3 separate regions of the Gossypium hirsutum genome follow, and regions 2 and 3 are each linked to region 1. Evidence: chromatin contacts called from public Hi-C data. All regions are on one chromosome and are shown on one strand. Each heading gives the region's core, a stretch centred on a gene start, on an enhancer-like site or on the middle of the called end of the contact. The rest is flanking DNA. Distances are from core to core; before and after follow the strand shown. Region 1 holds the start of LOC107963323 (D-amino-acid transaminase, chloroplastic). Region 2 holds the start of LOC107897103 (probable glycosyltransferase At3g07620). Region 3 holds the start of LOC107928759.

What was found. A called contact is a pair of places that touch in the nucleus more often than the background predicts.
Region 2: a Hi-C map of leaf shows a contact between it and region 1, with 2.7 times the contacts expected there. The contact joins the promoter of LOC107897103 here to the promoter of LOC107963323 in region 1. A contact is called at or near these places in 3 of 34 Hi-C or Micro-C datasets (all in leaf).
Region 3: a contact with region 1 is called in a Hi-C map of leaf, with 3 times the contacts expected there. The contact joins the promoter of LOC107928759 here to the promoter of LOC107963323 in region 1. A contact is called at or near these places in 3 of 34 Hi-C or Micro-C datasets (all in leaf).

The regions. Positions count from the first base shown.
Region 1 is chrA06:34,043,004-34,045,719 of Gossypium_hirsutum_v2.1, reverse strand. It overlaps LOC107963323 (D-amino-acid transaminase, chloroplastic), which reads left to right and starts at 1,363. Exons shown (of 5, transcript XM_041115180.1): 1 at 1,363-1,800; 2 at 1,898-1,944; 3 at 2,044-2,222; 4 at 2,502-2,716. The coding sequence starts at 1,620. TRNAL-CAA (transfer RNA leucine (anticodon CAA)) reads right to left here and starts at 237; the gene lies at 154-237.
Region 2 is chrA06:33,637,981-33,640,696 of Gossypium_hirsutum_v2.1, reverse strand. LOC107897103 (probable glycosyltransferase At3g07620) reads left to right here and starts at 1,304. Exons shown (of 6, transcript XM_016822444.2): 1 at 1,304-1,624; 2 at 1,893-1,960; 3 at 2,236-2,716. The coding sequence starts at 2,351.
Region 3 is chrA06:33,772,676-33,775,391 of Gossypium_hirsutum_v2.1, reverse strand. LOC107928759 reads left to right here and starts at 1,404. Exons shown (of 3, transcript XM_016860026.2): 1 at 1,404-2,716. The coding sequence starts at 1,530.

The DNA of each region.
Region 1 (2,716 bases), core at 114-2,613:
TAAACTCTAATCTTATCACGTTGATGCGCATATGAAGTTCTGGGCTGCTCTTCCATTTTTGGGCTTCTTGAGAAAAATGAACCAAATTTTAAAAATTTGGGCTTGTTGACAAAAGAGAGCCAGAACCACACTTAATGAAAATCAAGTTAAATTTGTCAGAAGTGGGATTTGAACCCACGCCCTCTCACGAGGACCAGAACTTGAGCCTGGCGTCTTAGACCACTCGGCCATCCTGACTGTCTGCCCTAGTCCTGGTAAAACAACTTTTCTCAATACGTCACTTGAGTTGATTGTAAATTTAATATTTTTTTTGTTAATATTAAAAATCCCAGTACAAATTTATAATTAATTCTTTTCATATTTTATGACTAATATTATATATATTATACTCCCGTATAAATACTTTTACTAATTGGTTGTTTTACCCTTGCATTTGATTTTATATCAATTAATATTTCTTTTATATTTTGGACAATTTTTGTGGATGATATAAAAAATAAACCATGTCATTTTTAATAAAGTTGTTCAAAATAATTAGTGATAATGTTGCATTAAATTTGAAAATTATAAAAAAATAATTATAAATTATATTAAAATTTATAAAAGGCTCATAAAAATTAAAATATATATATGAATACATGAACTGCTATGTAAATTGCTATGTTTTAAGTTTCAAGATTTTAATCCATATTTTCATTAAAAAATAAATTAAACTATTTTTCAAAAGATTGATAGTGAAATTTGACTTTTTTTTAAAAGAATGAGGGTCAAATTTAGTTTTTAAAAAAAATAAGGGTCAATTTGACAAAAGATATAAACTTTTAAAAGCTAAGGCAAACTTTTTAAAATTAAAGATTATTTTTATAATTTTCCTAACTTAGTTAGTTCTGGGCGACTGGTGACACCAATGCAGTCAGGAATTTTATTAATCATATAGAAATAGAATTGATGGATGTAATAAAGTATAAGTAGTAAAATTCAAATGTATAAATAAATCAAAATAAATTTGTAGTTATTTAGTAAATTTAAAGTTTTTCCAATGAAATTGATTGACATGAATTTAAATCGTATATTTTTATTATTTTTTAAAAATTAAAAAGATTAAAATAACCTTAAATATCTTCTTTTAAATATAAAATATTATTTTTATAATTTTTTAATCGAATTAATACTCGTAAGAGCATCCTACTTAAAGATTTTATTAATAGTAAGAAAGATAGAAGAGTTGTTAAATTTTTTAATTACTAGAAAAATTAAGTTTTTTAAGAATATATCTATAAAAGGTACTTTGAAACTTGTATAAAACCAAAAATTAAAATAGAATTATTATAAGAAATTCATAAATTTAAAAAAAATCGACAAAACCTAACCAAATAAACCTTCTTCAACGCTAATTGGTTGTGGCTCCACGCGCCATACAGGCTTGTAAATGCTGAAGGTCGTTTCTGGGAGATAATCCACTCGGCCGGCAAAGTTTTGTCCTTAGGTCTCGTCGTCACACTCTTTTGGAAATGGAATCCAATCCACCATAGTACTATTAAGTCAACCATTTCCATAGCCTACTAAAAGATAAACACCGCTCTTCATTTCTCCACTCACTCAAACAACTAGTAGCATCTATGGCTTCCATGGCTTCTCTTTCAGCTTCTTACCCTAAATATACGTCCAATTTTCCGACTAGATACACGCACCTGTTGTATGATTTATGTCTTGTTCCACGAAATCTTCCTCTTATGAAAAATGGGTCTTTCTCGGATTTGACAATCGTTAGAAGTTCTAATCAAACTGAATCAATGATCGGTTAGTGTGTATTTTTTGGTAAATTATGTTATTACATTTCATATCGCATCATTTCTTATGAGCTTTCTGTATTTGGTGGGTGATTTTGTCTTGGCAGATTCTACTGATAAACTATCAGACATTCCTTTACTGTCTTGTTTAGAGGTTTCTTTCTTTCTGTCTTACATGATATCTTTGATTTCCCATCTGTAATGTTTTTCTTTCTTTTCTTTTTTTTTATTTACTTTTTTTGGTTTGTTGAAGGCTATTGAAAAGCTAAAACATAACAGAGAAAACAACAAAGGGAACCAGCAATACCTGGCTATGTACTCTAGCATATTTGGTGGAATAGTAACCGATGAAGCTGCCATGGTGATCCCTATGGATGATCACATGGTTCATAGGGGACATGGTGTCTTTGATACTGCCACAATAGCGAACAGGTTAGTGAATCTTTCAGCCAAAGAGCTCATTTTTTTGTCCCTAATTTGGAATGGAGTCCGTAATCATAAAATAATTTAATAACCCTTTTTATAACAAGTTGGATTGATTAACAGATTGATGAAAAAATTATATTATATCTTGATTGAATCAAGATTGAGGCTTTGAATCCAATAGAATTGGGTGTTTTTCAACCAAGAAGAGAAAATTACTTGTGTATGTATATATGCATGTTAAGTTGGTACTTTGTAAAGCTCTATTATGTTTTTTCTACATTTCAGACACCTCTATGAATTAGACCAACATGTTGATCGTATCGTAAAGTCGGCAACTATGGCAAAAATCATTCTTCCATTTGATCGTGAGACTCTCCGAAGAATTCTTATACAAACTGTAAGTGTATCCAAGTGCATAAATGGATCACTGAGATACTGGATTTCAGCTGGACCTGGTGACTTTCAACTATCCCCTTCTGGCTGTCACCAACCAGCTCTTT
Region 2 (2,716 bases), core at 55-2,554, 400 kb after region 1:
GGGGTGTTACAAACCAAAGCATATTCTAATGAAGATCAAGGCACCAAGAAAGTGCAGTTCAAGGATGGTATGGTAGTAACCACCATAGATATAGCCGTCAACGCATCGACTGAAGCAACACTATTGTGGAAAGATATGTTATTGGGGTAAGGTATTGTTGAATTTAGGAAGTCAGTTAACCCGAAGGGGCTTGACGATGATGATGATTTTGAACTTTTAAAAGGGGATGTCACAAGGTCTATTGTTAATGGGATCCCCTGGATCAAATGATAGGGTGCTGATGTGTCACTAAACTAATTAAAAATACAACGAAGACAATTGCACCTATCGATAAATAGTATAACTACGGTGAGTAAAAATATTGTATCCACGAGGATTAAAAGTATTAGTAATTATTGTTTTTCTATTATTTACCCCTCGTATCTCAAGTTTTGATAAATGACATCACTCAATTTATTAAGTATGAATCGTTATCAATGATATTTTTGTTGCGGACGTTACAGACACTTGAAGGAGTTGTGTCTAATGGCTCCCTTAGTATCGAATCAGCAGGCGGTGAGGTTTTGCCGAATGACAGGTCATCGATGAAATCCGGTGTGACGAAGAGGGAGGAGGCTTACGGGCCTTAGATGTTGGTCGAGGGAAAATCGTGGAGGAAATCACGAGACTTTAAAAAATAGGGGCAAAAAAATCAAGAAAAGACTTTTTTGGAATTACGATTTAATGCATTAGTTTTTTTGGATACAAACACCGGTGAGCTGGTTTCGATTTCTAGGAAGGAAATAGGGGTTTCTAATAAAAGTAAGAAAATCATGTCAAATTTGAGTTCTAAAGGAATTAATAGAAAACATCACCAGAGTTATGGGCCATTTGGGAAGAGGCCTGTTCAGAATAAAACTGCGAAGCAAGACTTGAGTGGTATTAAGATTTTATTTTCCAAAATAAAATTACATTTGGTAGCCAAATTTTTATAATTACAAAAGAAAAAAAAATACTTGGAAATTACACATGTGATGTTACATATGGTTCAATCATGAATCTAAAAAGTTAAAAATCTTAATTTTTTTTAGGGCAATCTAGAATGGGTCAATAGTAATGAGTCATTCCTTTATTAAGAATGTAGTAACTAGGTGATTGATGGATGGATGAAGTTAGCAAATAGTCATGGTATGTTAAAGGAATCGGTAGCTGCGGTAATAACGAAATATAATAATAAATGACTGTCCTTTCTCGTCCAAAAACATTTATTATTTACCTGAGTAAAAATAAAAGCCGACCAGGAGAGGTTCTTTGTTTCCAACTTATTGGTAAAGCCAATAAAAAATTAATTTCTCAGTAACACGGAAGCTGTAAGGCATTGAAGCTTTAAAATTCCCATTCAAATTCTCAACATTTTACAGTTTGGCTGCTTGGTAGAAAAAAAAGAAAACGAGTTCATCAAAAGCAAAAGCAAAAAGAAAACGGAGTAAAGAAGAAGAAGAATTTCATCTCTCTAGTTTTACAACTGCGCGCCTCTTGGAGAAGATTCCTTGCTTCTTTATTTTCCTGAATTTTAGATTTTTCGCTTTCATCATTAGTTTCTTTTCCACCAAACCGAAGAGCAAGAGTTCGACGAGCGAAATTCGTAAGCATTTTTTTTCTTTACTTTCTTGTTTTAGTTGAATTTTGTATTCCTGATTGCTTCTTCGCTTCTCTCTGTATTTTCTGGATTTGCATTTTGATTAGTGAAATAATTGGCGTTAGATCTGTATTTAATGGTTTAAAATATGAACCGGTGATTTGTACACTCTACATCGTTGACTTCTTTTTGCTAGTTGATTAATTGACCGCTAAAACAGATATACAATTATAAGTATTCTGATTCTTTGCTTCTCCATTTTCTTGAATTTTAGAATTTTCATTTTCTTAATTGGATTCTTTTCCACCTAACTGAAGAGTGCGAGTTCGACGAGCGAAATTCGTAAGCATTATTCTTTTCGCTTTCTTGTTTTAGTTTATTTTTCTATTTCTTGTTGCTTCGTCACTTCTCTCTATATTTTCTGGATTTTGATTAATGAAAGAATCGGCGTTAGATCTGTATTTAATGGTTTAAAATATGAACCGGTGTTTTTGTATTCTCTAATTTGTTGACTTCTTTTTCCTACTTGATTCATTGACTGCTAAAATAGGCTCAATAATTGTTCATGTATGCTGATTATTAGATTTTTGAATCATTTTACTCTTTGCTTGAGTTAGGTTCATTAATCGGTGAAGGACTTTCATTATGACTAAATTCAGGGGCTAAGGAACATAATGCAGGGATGACATTTAGCATTGGAACTGAGCTGACAAGTGGTCAAGTTGTTACTCAATGGGACATGAACTTAAATCTTGGTTTCAATTAGATGCGAGGAAATTGATATGGCTTATATGTGCGTTCATGGTGATTATAACATTCCAGTATCTTGAACTTTCGAGCGAGAATGTGTTGTCGGCGGTAGTTCCTTCTGGTAAGATCTCTGTTGAGGGACAAAGTAGTTTCTTAGCCAGTGCTCCATCATTGACTGAGTCAGATGGGACAATACGATACGTGACTCATTCAATTGGTTTGGAGTATAATGGAACATATGCTGGTAGTGAGACAGTTCATGGTAATGAGGTCTCTGAAGAAAGGGACATGGATTCGAATGATGATGTTATATCAGAAACCGATGTGGACTTGCATAAATCTTCTACA
Region 3 (2,716 bases), core at 155-2,654, 270 kb after region 1:
TTATATATGACTATATATTTAATTTTTATGTGATATAAATTATATAATTCATAAAAAAAATACTATTCTTTTAAGTAGACCTATTATTTTGGCCAAACTCATTTTTAAGTCTAATAATTTTGTTCAAACCCTTTCAAATTTTAGATGGTCTTTTGGGTTTGGACAAATAACCCGATACTTAAACAATTTTAATTTTAAAATTAATGTGAACTAAAAAATGTTTAGGTGCAAAGATAAAATAAATTATCAAATTTAAAAGATTAAATATTACTTTAATAAAAAAATAAAAGTGAGCTTTAAAAATATATATATGTTGAATAATAATATTATTATCTATCACGTTTAGTAATAATTGAGATATTTTATTCTCTTTCAATATTTAGTAATAATTGAGGTAGGACTATATGGTGGAGTGATGAATCATGATGAACAAAACAACAAAGCAGTGACCAACTTTTGCAGTAATGGTTCAATCATGTCTTACGGGACAAACAACACTGCATGTACAGGTTTGCTATTGGAACATGTCAAATTTAAAGATGTTTGGTTCCTGTTTTTTCTCTTTTATTTTTTTTAATGAAAAGTAATAAAAAATATTAATCAACTTTAAACTTTATTTAGGAGGCAATTATGGTTGTTGCAAAAATAATTTTACAGGATGTGGATTCCAACTCCTTTTTTTCATTTTACAAATTAAAGTAACTTAAATATCATATAAAAATATTAGATTTCTTGTAGAATGATTTTGTAGTTAATAGAAAATTAAATTTATAGTAGTAACTCCAGCTTATGTGGGACTTAGTACTACATACGATGATACAATTGGTGGATGTTGGGAAATCAAGTGTTATTTGAAGCTGAAATCATTTAGCTTACACTTTACAAATAATATTTAATAGATTTCGAGTCTTGAATTTCAATATATCTGAGGGTTATTATTAGTTTTTTTTTAGGGTGTTTTAGTAATTCGATTGATTGACCAATCACATGTGTTTGGAAGATTATATTAGTAGAGATTATTTTTATTGTTGGTGGGAATGGTAATAATTGTACTTTAAATGATTTTTTTTTAAATTTCTTTTTGTCATTTAAAATTAGGGATTTGCTTTTAAATTAAATCACAAAGTCAACTAAGTGAGCTGCTTCCATGACCTCAGAAATTTGATCTAAGACTGATGAAAAAGAACAAAAAGAAAAACAAAGGAGTGAAAGATAAAGATTGAAAATTTGCAATTATAATTATGTTTCACTATTTGAACGTCAAATATATATGATTAAAACAAAAAAAGCTAACATGAAGAGGACCGCACCAACTCTTCACGATCTCGACATATTCATTCCATCTTTATATATTGGTGAAATTTTTTGAGAGGTATCTTTATTACAAGAATGAGATCAATTTAGTTTTTATATTATAAGTTATCGATAACTTATTAAAGTAAGAGAGATTATGTGATTATTGGTTAACTATTTTAATGAAAAACTAACAGTTAAATGATTTTAAATTATAAGTCTAAATAGTTCGAAAAATGTCTAAAGAACGCTCTCTTGCTCAGCCTTCTTCGGCCAACAGAGATGTGGGAGATCCTCGTTCTATCGAGGATCGGACCACTAAGAAAGTGAGGTTTAAGGACGGTCTTGAGGATGATTCTGTGGATATGATTGTAGATTCTGTTATATCTCCAACACCATCGTGGAAAGATAAGTTTTTGGGTAGAGAATCAGCTTCATTTGAGTTGGAACGCGATGTCTCTGCTGTGGGAGTAGATGATGGATGCAATGGAGATTTTGACTTATTGACAGATGATGTGCAAATATCCATTGTTAACGGGATCCCAGCCATCAATTTTTTTGATCGGGTTAAGGATATTTTGCTCAAAGAAATGGAATTAACTGTGGTTATTAAACTTCTAGGCCGGAGTATCGGCTACAATACTTTACACAATCGCATATCTAGTCTGTGGAAACCTATTTCTCAATTTCATCTTATGGACATTGAAAATGGGTATTTTCTAGTTCGTTTCTTGAATAAGACTGATTACGATCGCATTTTGTCGCAGGGTCCATGGATTATTTTTGGTCAATACCTTACTGTTCAACCTTGGACCAAGGACTTTAATCCTTTGCAACCGTATCCTACTGTGGTCTTGGCTTGGATCCGTCTGCCGGGCTTGCCGGGGTATATGTTCCGTCGGCAAATTGTGGAAGCCGTTGGGGGGTTGATTGGGAAGGTCGTAAAATTGAATCTTCAGACGGATAAGAGAACCATGGGACGTTTTGCTCGATTTGCTGTTTTCATTAATCTCGCGAAGCCGCTGGTGTCCCAAGTCTTGGTTGACGGAGCTGTTCAGAGGGTGGAGTACGAAGTTCTTCCTACGGTTTGTTTTGGGTGTGGTAGGTATGGGCATGTTAGAGATTTATGCCAGATGATGGCCCTGGATAATAATTATGACAAGTTGCCTGAGACGACGAAGGAGGTTTTGGAAACTGACGGAGGAGGAGTAGTTGAGGAAGCGAGGCCGGAGTTTTGGCCTTGGATGCTGGTTGAAAGAAGGTCCGGGCATGGAAAACGGGTTGGCAGAGTTAACACCGACAGAGATATGGGAGTAACAGACGGGGCAAAATCTCGCAAGGAAACTGGAAAATCACGATTTAAGGTGTTAAACAAGGCGGGAGAGATAAGCGAAATTTATGCTGGAGAATCTGTGTCGGTGAA